Regions from separate parts of the Gossypium hirsutum genome. Here region 2 is linked to region 1. Evidence: chromatin contacts called from public Hi-C data. All regions are on one chromosome and are shown on one strand. Each heading gives the region's core, a stretch centred on a gene start, on an enhancer-like site or on the middle of the called end of the contact. The rest is flanking DNA. Distances are from core to core; before and after follow the strand shown. Region 1 holds the start of LOC107901115 (GATA transcription factor 21). Region 2 holds the start of LOC121202967.

Region 1 (3,759 bases), core at 514-3,013:
CAAAATCCAAACATTGCTGTTTTTTGTTCCCTCACACCAATTTCATATCTTAATTTCCTCGAAACTCAGACATACAAACTCAGTTACTATAACATTATTATTAAAGCTAATTAAGAATAAAACCAACAACATAAAAGCTAGCCTAGCGACTTTGCGAAATTCAACCATGAACAAGTCCATACGATAAGGCCATCAGTAGGATCGCGGCTTCTTTCTCATCCTGAGGGAAAACTCCATGAAAAGCCGAGCTCTTGCTCAATATTATCCTCAAGTCCTCAAAACAAAGCTTGTTTCTACCTTGGGGTTGGGAACTGAGTTTGCACTTTTTGTTCTTTAACTTTGCAACACAACCATTACTTGATCTCTTGGCCTTGTTTTGAACCTTATTCTTCATGCTTGTCGTTGTCTCAGCTGTAACAATAGTTCCATTGGACGCTGTTGCCGCCGCCGCTGCAGCCATTGCTCGTCTCGCTTTTCTTTGTCGAATTCCGCAGGCGTTGCAAAGAGACTGCAGTGCGACCAAAAGGTGAAAAACAGAATGAAAAAAAAAAGTCAGTTAATTATCTCAAAACTTATGTAGCAATTGTATAGGGTATTGATTAGAAAAGAGTGGAAATTCAACTATACCTTGGGACCTCTAGGACCACTCCTCCAAAGAGGAGTCTTAGTTGTGTTGCAATCAGCACAAACCCTAATTGGACTGTTGTTGATATCATTATTGTAGGAAGAGTTGCAGCTGTTATCTGGAGATGGTGAGGGCTGATTCTGAAGCTTCTGGTCTTCGATTTTCGGCGAAGAGCTTTTCGATAAATCGGTGTGATGGGAACTCATCATCTTCCTCAAAATTCTCAGCTTTGAAGGCATCCACTTAGTAGAACTGTCCTCATGGTGATGATCACTTTCGACCCTTTCTTCTTTTTTCCATAATGATAACTTGAGTCCGCAGTCACTGTTCTCCAATGCCCCATCTTTTGAAACATATATCTTAGCCTAAAAAAAAAGATCATATCATAACCCTAAGTGATCGTCACATTAAATTTTAATAAAATAAAAGAGTGAAGTGGTAATTATAATATCACCTGATCTTGAAACTCCTGGGGTTCCCTTTGACAAGAACCTGCTGCTAGGTGATGAACAGTTGAGGAAGAAGAAGATGAAGAAGGTTGAGATTTAAATGTAAAAAGGTGGTGGTGTTGGTGTTGATCATCTTCGTTAAGGTCAAAAGGAAAAGGATAAAGGGATGAATAGCAATTACTAGAAGACATTAGGGAGAGAGATCAGGTGATGAACAGCAATGATATGTTGTTGGTGTTGTCCAGTAAAGGTGGAGGATCGAAAAAAAAAGGGCAAAGAAAAAAAGGAGGGGTATTATGCTATTGAAGGGTAAACCAGTTTAGAGAGAGAGGGAGAGCAAAGAAATAAGAGGTTCACGTGATTTGAATATATGAGAGACCTGAGCCAACATGTTTAAAAAAGACAAAAAGGAAATAAAAGGAGAAGTATGGAATGCTATGCTGGAGAAGTATGGAATGCTATGCTACTGCTCCATCCTATTCAGAAATATTTAAAGGAATAATAATAAATTTAAAAAAACCCTATCTGCAGGAATTTTTTACTCACCTTTTGATGTCATTTCGAAAGAACAGAAAAGATAGACTTCTTTCAATATTTAATGGTAGCCACACAAATTAATCATATAATATTTCATTAATTTAAACATATAAAACAAAATTTGATCCCAATTGTGATCTTCTCACAGATTGTGACCTTCATGTTAGTACTATATACAATATATATCAAATTTATTGACCCAAAAAATCTGATCATCTTCACAGAAATTCTAATCTTAATTACAAGTATTATAATAACACAATATAATTTAATTTCTCTATGAATCTTTATTAAACTGTAAATTAGCATTATGGTGAACCATAGGATTAAATTGGCTAAGCCTTTTTCTTTACTAGTATATACCTAGAATTTGCTAGTAAGATGACAGATATGGTGACGCATGATACAGTCAGAGAATACAAAGAGCATTATATCTTCAGATATATAAATTGTAGTATTAGTTCTATATGAGGGTATATTTTATATAAGGAAAATTGGAGCATGCGGTGCATACATAAATATGAGTACTAGAAGAGAAGGGCTACAGTTTTCATGAGAAAGACATATATGTATACATGTGATATATCTCCATTCTTCACTACCTTAGTCTTGCCAAAAAACATTCAATGCATTGTTCAGGCAAGAGACAAATGCAGCACCCCACAACTTTGCCAATTGCCATAATCACGAATCTTAGAATTAATACATGTTCTTTCACACTGACGATATCATGCTCCTTATATAATTTCATTTTTACATATAACTTTACATACATATTTCCCTTTCACCTAGGAAACGTTTAGAAGGCAGCAGCTGGCCATATATAATTTATATATCATTTGTTAAAATTGAGAAAAAGAAAACAGAATATTTAAGCTAGCTAAGCAACCAAGATAGTTCTATCTTGAAATATTTGGAGTTGTTGAGATATATTTGAGGAAGTGCTCACTTCTTTTATCACTGCAGTAACTTGTCATATTAGGAAATTGACAATTTATTGAATCATATCTTTAAGTTGAGCTAAGATTGTAAATTATATTTAGTTAATCAATGAAGATCATATTATTTCGGGGAAACTTATTGTAATAGGCTAATTTAGTCCGGGCTCGCAAAAAAATAATAAACCCAAAATAATAAAACAAAGTCCAAGTCCAGTACAAAATTATATCATTTGGCCCGATCGGAATGGCCCATTACTTGAAAAGGTTGAAGGTCCATCTACAAGCTTATGGAAACATAATCTTCAAGGATAAGCAATATTAGATATGATATGCAATCTTAAATATGATATATGCAATCTTAGATATGATATGCAATCTTAGAAGATATGATTTTGTAATATTAGAAATTTAATTTGTAGATACTCTTTAATCTTAGTCGTTGATGTAATTGATCTGTACTGTTAGATTTGGGGAGGCTCAACTATAAATAGAGGCCTCCCTTCATTGTAAAACACTTGATTTGGGAGTAATAATAATTCTTAAGAGTATTCACTCAAATTTCTCTCTCTCTTGCGTTCTTATTTTCTGTGATTTGTTTTTATTTTGTTGATCTGTGTATAATTTATTTATTGATTTGTATATTGTTGATTTCAAATCTATTTTTCCCTTATTATTCATTTTCAAATTCATTATTTTCAAATTTGTTTACATTTTATTTTGCCTTATTTTTTTTATACTCTTTGTTTTAAATTCATTGGTCGATGCTATTTAATCATCTATTTGTTATTTTAGTTTTTTTATTATTAAATTAATTAAATTAATATTATTAATACTATTATGTAGCATCATTAATCTTGTATCATTATTATTTACTTTTTATGCCTTTAAATTTCAAATTTTGTTATATATGCATGTGTACATACATGCATTTTATAATATATACATATACGTACACATTTTTTAATTTTTATAAATATATATATACACATACTTTTATATATTTTCTATGTTTCATAATTTTATATACATACTTTTATATATATATATATATATTACATATTAAAATATGTATATTTATATATATATTTATAATTCACATACATATATATTTTTCTTATATGTACATATATATATTTTTATATTTTATAATTTTTATCTATTTTCTTTGTTATTATTATTGCTTTACTTGATGTTTATTTATTTATTT
Region 2 (3,759 bases), core at 618-3,117, 190 kb after region 1:
TAAATAAATAACTACCCGTCTTATTCTTAACATCAATGTGGCCATCCTTCTTAATTATTTCCATAAAGTCTTCTCCCAAGCGTTCTGCAATGCCTCTCTTCAAGTCGTAGCGGCCAGAAATGTTTACAACTATACGTATATCTTGATACTTAGAAGCATAAAGAAGCACCACATTTCCCCCTGCATTACATTATTTTAGCAGTATAACACTTGTTGGAGAACTTATTAGACAAATGAAAATCACAGCTGGAAAAAACTAATTGACTGACTTCATTAGGATATCTTGATGCTTCGAAGCATAAAGAAGCACCAAAATTCCCCCCTGGATTACATTATTCCAGTGATATAACACTTAAACAGTAATGTTAGCTTGGTTACATTACTTATTCCGTGTATTAATGATCAAAACATTATAAGAAAAAAGGATATTGCTAAGATCCATCCTGAAAATAACTCAGTGATTAGAATGTAAGTTAAGATATAGTCTTCAACAACTTAGTTTCTTCTTAGAGAACTTACAATTTCTACAGTGCAGAGCAAAACCATTCTCTATTTTAACTAGTTCAGAAAAGTTCGAGTAAGAAACACTGGGATACTCACCTTTACTATGCCCAAGAATTGCACTTACGACATGACTTTCCCCTGAGAAGTGTTGAATTACAGCGTGTAAATCATCAGCTTCTCGGTAATAGTTACCATACTGAAATGAACCTTCACTTTCTCTGAAAAATAGATCCCAAAATAAGTCACAACTATGAAACAAAGTGAACAAAACACACACTCCTGCAGCAGCAATAGACATAGAAAGTAAGAACTATGCTGCATAATACATATTTGCCAATCCAAGAAAAATCATCTCTTAAAATCTCTACATATTTTAACTTTGTTGCTCCTACTCTTCTACCGTGACCAACACTCGTACCCGACCCTTGAATGTGGAGATAATACCAAGAACCCTCCAACTACATTAAAGAAAAACTTAGAAAAATCTAAACATACCCGTGTTGGACATATACAATGTCCGACACTCGCACCAGAGTCCGAGTAACATTAGATTTTAATCAACTCACCCGTTTCCAGCAAAATCGAAACGGAAGACACTGATTCCTTCTATTTCTAAAGCAGCGGCAAGGTTCGTCATAGTATTGTAATCCTGAAGTAGAATTAAGTGAGCTGCTTTCCATAAGTTATTACTATTCCTCCATGAACAGACATTTTCACCAAATATATTTGCTACTGAAAGCAAGTGAAAGAGATGAAATGACCCAACTGACCTTTCTGGATCTGAAACCATGGCATAAGATTACAATCTCTTTAGACTCTGTTTCATGCAATAATCCCACCAGTTTTTCACCATGCTTGTTCGGAATTATCATTCTCTGCTGCTCAATCACTAAAATTTAGAAAGAAAAAAAAAGGGTCCTTTTTTTATTTTATTTTCAAAGTTCTTTACATTAAAAACAAAATGGAACCATAATAAAGTTATAAAAGAAAGGGAATACTAATAATTTGGGACCTGGGTTTTGGGTAGAATGAGAGTGAGCCATCGTCGAGATTGTAGAGTTTGGTTTGGAGATACGTCGACAGGAGGAAGATATGAATGGTGTTCGTACCTGTGGAAAAGGAGATTTAGGATAAGTTATAAATTTGAGAGCAGTGTCAATGAATCAAAGTTAAGGGAAATGGTGGCCATTTCTTTGTACCTCTGGTTGGCCTCTTTCTTCTGTCGTGCTTAATAAGGCAAGTCCTGTAAATGGATTGGGATATAGGAAAGGTTTCAGATTGAATCCGTGATGCCATGAGTTTTAATTAGACCTTCGTTGAGCCATCCGGCTCGGCTTGAAGCTCGTTCAAAATATCATAGGATTTGAGTAAAATATGATAGGATTTGAGTAAAATATAGGCTTAAAAAATGAATTTGGACAAAAAAAAAGATAAAGCCTATTTAAAAAGTAGGTTGGGCCTCAGATAAGATATCGGGCTTGACCTAGCTCGGCCTAAATTCACTAAAGGACAAAATAAAATTACTTTTTTTTATAATGTTATTTTTTTGTTGTTTTCTCCTTATTTTACTACCATTATACTATTATATTACTACTATTTTGTTATTATTATTTGAATATTGTATAAAACTTATTTTATTATTAATTTTGTTATTATTTTAGAGACATTTGCTTGTTAAGTTACATTTATCTTAATGTTATTTAAGTATACATATTTTTTAAATTGTTGAGAAATATTTATTTTGATGTTTTTAGTATTTTTGATGTATTATATATTTTAAAATTATATAAAAATAATATAAAAATAAATATAGGTGGGTCGGGGCAGGCCCGGGTTTTAGCATTTTTATCTGGGTTGGGCTTGGGAAAAATTTTAGGCCCACTTTTTGGGGCTAGGCCGGGCCCAGGCCTAGCAAATAAGCCTGAATTTTTAGTTGAACCCTGCCTGGCCCGGCCCATGCACACCTCTAATTTTAATCTATTCTATTCCATTAAATAAATTATTAAAAAATAGTTAAAATTAGCTTCAATCATCGGGTTCAATTGTGTTTTTTTTTCAATTTAATTGATAGGTACTAATTCTCGAATCAATTGGTTTAATGCCTTCTCTGTATCAATACTCAACTAGTTCCCAATCTAATTAATTTGATAAACAAATTTGATTTAATTGACCGGTCCAATTCATTTTAAACAACCTTAACTATTACATGGTAGTGAAATGTTAAAAGGGAATATCAATTAAAAAAATGTCAAATTTTAAACAATCTTGTGGTTCTCTTGGCTGCTGGTCCTGGAATTCGTGATACGCAGGTATGTTCCTTCATTGTATGGATTTCTGTTTCTTTTTTTGGCCCAAGAAGCATATCTTTTATATTACTAACATAATATATTGAATTCTTTATTAACATTTTCCTGATCTGGAGTTTCTTCATAAAATGCAGTGTGGTTTTAAGATGTTTACTAGGTTTGCAGCAAGGAAGCTTTTTACCAATATCCGGTTGAAAAGGTGATCTCAGAGACACTATTGAACACCTATCCTTAAGCATTACTACTTGCTTATCCTGTCATTAAGACATCAAAGCAAATCTAAACTACATGCTTAGATCACTGTCTTGCCATCGACATGCTCATTTTCGCATTGAATACTCTGGTACTTTTCTGTGTTTCCTGTTTACAGCTAAACATCTAGTAAGGAGAAATAGACAATAGAAGATTAAAAAGTAGTGGATGGAGGTGAACTCGTAATGGAAATTCGGTTTTTCGTTGTTGTGAAAGAAATAATGACAAAGGGAATTAAGTCATCTTTTTAGTAATAGGTATTCATATTCAAGTTAGTTTCATCCTTCCGTATATCCACTGTTCTGAAAAGATTTGCCAAGTAATTTTGTATAGAAAATTTCAATTCTCTTTCCATTGAAACCTGAAGGATTCATGTCCCTCATTTTGGACACACTTTGGACTAACTTTGTTTTCAATTCTCTATTGGTCCTTGCTCTGATCCCTGTGAAAAACTCTGTAACTGAATCGGTCATGAAATATATGTGCAGGTGGTGTTTCGATGTTGAAATAGTTTTCCTTTGCAAATGGTTTGGTATTCCAATGCTGGAGATATCTGTAAACTGGTCCGAAATTCCAGGATCCAAGGTAAATCCATTGAGTATACCAAACATGCTTTGGGAGCTTGCCCTCATGTCCGTAGGATACAGAACTCGAATCTGGAAAATTAACTCCTGATGTCAGGATTTTCTCTGATCAA

Evidence for each region. Hi-C and Micro-C count contacts between places; a contact is called where the count stands out from the background.
Region 2: a Hi-C map of leaf shows a contact between it and region 1, with 2.6 times the contacts expected there. The contact joins the promoter of LOC121202967 here to the promoter of LOC107901115 in region 1. A contact is called at or near these places in 2 of 34 Hi-C or Micro-C datasets (both in leaf).

Annotation. Positions count from the first base shown.
Region 1 is chrD06:13,283,317-13,287,075 of Gossypium_hirsutum_v2.1, forward strand. LOC107901115 (GATA transcription factor 21) reads right to left here and starts at 1,764. Exons shown (of 3, transcript XM_016826992.2): 1 at 1,080-1,764; 2 at 628-990; 3 at 1-508. The coding sequence starts at 1,265. The coding sequence ends at 161.
Region 2 is chrD06:13,468,277-13,472,035 of Gossypium_hirsutum_v2.1, forward strand. It overlaps LOC121202967, which reads right to left and starts at 1,868. Exons shown (of 8, transcript XM_041095727.1): 1 at 1,704-1,868; 2 at 1,517-1,613; 3 at 1,275-1,379; 4 at 1,071-1,153; 5 at 601-722; 6 at 16-180. The coding sequence starts at 1,376. The region is part of intron 8 of LOC107901105 (CRM-domain containing factor CFM3A, chloroplastic/mitochondrial); the gene reads left to right.